Linked DNA regions of Salmo salar: region 1 is linked to region 2. A link is a contact called in public Hi-C data. All regions are on one chromosome and are shown on one strand. The core of a region is the stretch at or near the end of the contact, and the rest is flanking DNA. Distances in the headings are between cores, read along the strand shown. Region 1 has its middle 14 kb from the start of LOC106577245. Region 2 holds the start of LOC106577246 (transmembrane protein 150A).

Region 1 (2,700 bases), core at 94-2,593, 53 kb after region 2:
CTGTTGGCAGCATGTACTTTGGCAATTTATTCATAGACTATTTATGTTTTAGCAAAATAATCACAACAATTAAGTCAGAATACTAAATACATCAAACCTTATCAGCCATCAGAGATGAGAACAGTTAATTCAAGGCGGCTAATATTGTTTACAGCGAGATCCCAGCAGCAGCTCTACAATAGCTCTAGACTACAGATGAAGATACAAATAGCATTTAGTCAAACAGGACTGAGCAGGGGTTCATAGACACATCATAAAGCATTAAGGCCTTATGAACAGTTATTAAGCATCCTTATGATGCCTTATAAGTGGTTATAAAGCCTTATTCTTCAAAGCTATTTCTACTGCTACATTTGGTCAACTGTAACACTGGTAAGAGGTACAGTATACAGCCCAAGACATCCCTGGGATAAGAGACCTGTGTCGTCTGACTGCATACCTGTTGTTGGTGTTGTGTAGTAGTAGTAGTAGTAGTGCATTGTAAAAACTGTCCTGCAGTATCGATGATATAATTACAAAATTAAGACTTTTGTGAATTTGATCTTTACAAAGCTACATATAATATAAACCAGTTTGATACAGAGCAAAAATAAGAGTTGTAACTACATCCGAAAACCAAGTTAGAGGGTGATCTCCCTTCTAATATTTGGTTGATTAAAGGTTGTGGTTTGAACCTGCAGATACATATTCCGCTTCCATTATGGATGAATACCAATACAGGACTTATAGCACCATCTTCAGGTGATATGGACAGAGTGGAGGGGTTAATATCGTTTTTTATATATTTTCTATAATTTTTTTTGTAATCGTTTAGTATTTTTTTTATATAACATTTCAAATTACAATACAATACAAACTTAAGACATCACTACATGTATCTTTTTTTTCAGAATAAACATAAAAAGCATTAAAAAGTAGTGACGAGCGTCACAATTTACCCTCAGCTAAGCCCCGCCCCAAAATGTGGGGCAACCAATCGCAGCGCTCCAATGGGTAGCAACTGTCGTCGAGTCTGACATTCCACATATGGACAAGCTCACGTTTAAGGTTCTTACATTCTCTCTGGCTATCGCCTCTGGTTTCAGAGCGCAGAATAGCTGACGAATTTACGAACGCTCAACATCCGTTGAATATGGCCGGTGTCAGTAAACGTCGGCAAAAAAAAGCGTAATTAAATTGTAGCTCGCAGCAGTTACAGTCCCCAACGCTCTGGATAACATGAAAACAGCTCTTCTAGGGCGAGTGAAATTGTTTTCTCGTTTGTGGCTGGAAGTAGCTAGCAAGCTTGGCCATAACACTCGATCACCCCAACTCCTCGGCCCGAGTGTCCAGTGTCCGCGAAACGCTCTTAATTTACGAACTCCCTGAAGGCACTCTGGCACTCCTGATTGAATTTACGAACGCACCCTAAAACACACGAAAGCCGGTGAGGACTACGGCACAAACAAGTGTTTTCTTTTAAAGAAAAGTAATGTTTAAATGGCTAAAACATTGAATAGTGCACCAGGAGTATTTGCTACTGTGATTCCTGAAATGCAGAGCCCATTGATGGAGTATTTTTCAAATCCGAAATGATACATTGTTTGCTAGCTCAGCTGGTTAGCTAACTCTCAGTGACCACCAAACGTTGCTAGCTAGCCAGTTAATTTAGCTAAATTAGCAATGTTATGAATAAAAGTCCCATCTGCTGTCAACATGTTTCAAAGTGTTTTTGCATTGATTAATCTTATGCTACTCATAAATATCATACATTTTTCGAAACTAATCCAATCTGTTACTTGCACCTTTTACTGTAATGGTATTCCAGTTTAGATCAAATCAAATTGTATTTATCACATGCGCCGAAAACAACAGGTGTAGACCTTACAGTGAAATGCTTTAGGTAGTCTGATATTTTAGTCTTCCTAACCCGGCAGTCATTATAAATGCAGGTTGCGGGTGAGTACAAATTCCAAATGTTGGATATTCCCAATCTGGCTGGAATCCAATCGGAATTACACATAATTTAGCAATATAGAGTGATGTGAGTTGCAGGCCTTATGAAATATGTGTTGTATTGTGTGAAACAATAACATATTTGCTTAGAATCACACTTGGTGAAAGTCGCATGAATGATGGATGAATGCAACAACCATGTCTGCCGCTAACAAATAGTCATGGGTGGTAACTCTACAATTCACTCGAAAGGCAAGGCATTCTGTGAATATTGCAAATAAGGTGTGTGTTAATTTAACATGTGCATAAATCAATAGAATGAATGCTTAAATCCAGTTGACATTAGTAAAGTTTGTTTTCTCTTTCCTCGTTCATCTCTGCTTCTCTCGTGCAGAAAATACGTTTAGGGGCCGGTGCAATACCAAAAAAAGGGGATCCCCCCCCCCCCCCCCCAAATAAAATCAGTTTGATTGGTTTTCAGGATTTAATTTCCTGAAAACCAATCAAACTGATTTTATTTGGGGGGGGGGGGGATCCCCTTTTTTTGGTATTGCACCGGCCCCTAAACGTATTTTCTGCACGAGAGAAGCAGAGATGAACGAGGAAAGAGAAGCTGTTAAAATGACCCAACATGTTTTTGATAAGATTTCAGTTATGCTTGGATGCATATTTTATGTGGTTGAAATACGATCAGCTTTTATGATGCTGATAAAGATAACACCTCCACCTTTACAGACGGTCCCTAACCGCTCACTCTGTCTCACT
Region 2 (2,700 bases), core at 85-2,584:
AGTCGTGAAGAGGGCACGACAAAACCTTTTCCCCCTCAGGAGACTGAAAATATTTGTCATGGTACCCCAGATCCTCAAAAGGTTCTACAGCTGCACCATCGAGAGCATCCTGACCGGTTGCATCACCGCCTGGTATGGCAACTGCTCGACATCTGACAGGGTAGTGCGAACAGCCCAGTACATCACTGGGGCCAAGCTTCCTGCCATCCAGGACCAATATAATAGGCGGTGTCAGAGGAAAGCCCGTAAAATTGTCAGACTCCAGTCACCCAAGTTATAGACTGTTTTCTCTGCTACCGCACAGCAAGCGGTACCGGAGCATCAAGTCTAGGACTAAAAGGCTCCTCAACAGCTTCTACCCCCAAGCCATAAGACTGCTGAACAATTCATAAAATCGCCACCGGACAATTTACATTGCCCCCCCGTACACTGCTGCTACTCACTGTTTGTTTGTTACCTATGCATAGTCACTTCGCCCCCACCTACATGTACAGATTACCTCAACTAGCCTGTACCCCCACACACTGACTCGGTACAGGTTCCCCCTGTATATAGCCTCGTTATTGTTATTCTTATTGTGTTACTTTTTATTATTACTTTTTACTTTAGCCTACTTGGTAAATATTTTATTCTTCTTGAACTGCACTGTTGGTTAAGGGCTTGTAAGTAAGCATTTCACGGTAATGTGTACACTTGTATTTGGCGCATGTGACAAATAAAGTTTCATTTGATTGATTCCGTTCCAGCCATTACTATGAACCTGCCCTCCCCAGTGAAGGTGCCACCAACCTCCTGTGGTTTGAAATAGTCATGGAGATGGATGAATGAATGCTGAAATTGTTTCTCTACGGATTTAGATGTAATGTACATGACGCAATCGTGTACCTTCTACTAAGCTATGTTCATTTCATGCCACCTATTTGGTTTGACAAGAAGTTCTACTTCCCAGGCAGACTATTGAGATGCACCATGGTGTCAAAAATATACCACAAGACATGCGTGCCGAAAACGGTTATTGGGATGTAGGCCTAGTTAATACACGCTGTTGACACTGTTGTCAACAGCGTGACCTAAATTCACAGAATAATGAGGATAACAATTTTTCTTAAAACAGGAACAAACGAACATACAAAGCATTAGTCAAACAAACAAATCAGAGCTAAACTGCAGGCTCGAACACCGATGCATGGTGGAGGCGCGAGAAAACAAATAGGTTCGCTTGATTTAGTTCACCTGACCGTCGGTGATCGGAGTTCGTCATTTGTGGCCATTGGATATTCAGTCGTTTTCTGCACCTCTTGTCCAACCGGGCGAGATAAATTGAAGGCACCCAATAACCCCGGATGGGGGAGGAGTTGCGCTCAACAGCTGGCAAGCCTGCTTTGATGATTTTTGACAAAGCTACCTCCCCACGGAGATACACGAAACACCGTCCGTTCCCTCAGAAAAGACACACAGTAATTGTCCATTCAAAGAAGAAAAACGAACAAGGGGGACTTAAAACTGCCAAAATATTTAAAACGAATATATACTGACTCGTTGGTATTTTTCGTGAGAAACACAGGAGAGATTTGCCTCGTGAAAAGGTGCCTTTTGACAGAGCTGTTGCAGTTATAGGCGCTCGAGACGAGAGTGAGGTGAAACGAAAGTTGGGAGCGAAAAACGAATCTTTCCAAAAGGGAAACGGTGAGATGCTGAGAATCTATCTTATCTTTATTTCCTGTAACAATTGGCTAGAGTTGATGGGCAATTTAGCATCAAACCGCTAACGTTAACTGAATAATGAATATTTTGCTGCGAAAGTGTCTAAAAAGTTAATATCATCTTGTGTGTTTACACTGTAAACCAGTTGACTATAGTCACCCAGTCATCTGTCCAGATTTCATAATAGCCAATAGTGACAACACGATGATGGTGATGTTGAGTAGCCTATCTTCTTCCTCTTTCCAGACTGGACACGTCGTCTCCGCTCACTCCCTTTCCTCGCCTTCAAGTCACAAACACGTCGGCTGAGATGCGACTGCCAGTTACCTGGAGTTAAATGCTAGTCCATGAGAGGAGAGTGCGAGTTTGGCCAAGGACGAGGAGAAAGAAGAAGAGGGCTATTTCCCGAAACAGAGGGACCGAGGGACAGAGCAGGGAGAGGACATGTCTCTTTGGGTCATACTACCTGTTAGTCTGCCTTCCTTGACCATCACTGGAATATGGGTTGTGTGAGTGTTTCTGCTTTTTGTTGATCTTTTAAGCCAACTCAAAATAGTCCATTGTTGTTTGGTTCTTTGGCCAAAGGCACAACATGTCTGGCACAGAATCTCAAACAGTCAGTCAGTGGCCAACTGTCATACAACGTCAAACTACCATGATAAAGCAATCCACAGCCATAGTTTTATATAGATTTTTTTTATTTTTATACCTGACATTTTATGGCAGGATTGGACAGTATCTAGTCATGCAAACCAACTTTGCCAACCACCACTGCTCTGGTCATAGAACCTGGCTGCATAGCTGCTGTGCATTCCAGGGCTCCATGGTGATATGAGTGGATTAGTTCTCTCCCCAGGCCTGCATGTGGCCTTAGATCACTACTGTCTGTATTATAGCTTGGGCTGTGATTAATCTCTACCTCCATCTCTCTATATCTCTCTCTCCATCCATCCCTCCCTTCCTATCCCTCCCTCCCTCTCTCACTCTTTCAAAATA

The links. A called contact is a pair of places that touch in the nucleus more often than the background predicts.
Region 1: a contact with region 2 is called in a Hi-C map of muscle, with 7 times the contacts expected there. The contact joins the enhancer-like site here to the promoter of LOC106577246 in region 2. A contact is called at or near these places in 2 of 3 Hi-C or Micro-C datasets (gill and muscle).

What each region holds. Positions count from the first base shown.
Region 1 is chrssa18:31,184,283-31,186,982 of Ssal_v3.1, forward strand. No RefSeq gene overlaps it. Among protein-coding and RNA genes, the nearest start is that of LOC106577245, 14 kb to the right of the region's middle. Within about 2 kb of position 1,344, at least 8 of the 13 cell types and tissues checked have an H3K27ac peak or open chromatin away from gene starts, as enhancers often do. A contact at or near this core is called in gill and muscle, where this site is marked.
Region 2 is chrssa18:31,131,639-31,134,338 of Ssal_v3.1, forward strand. LOC106577246 (transmembrane protein 150A) reads left to right here and starts at 1,335. Exons shown (of 8, transcript XM_014155172.2): 1 at 1,335-1,686; 2 at 1,951-2,213. The coding sequence starts at 2,149.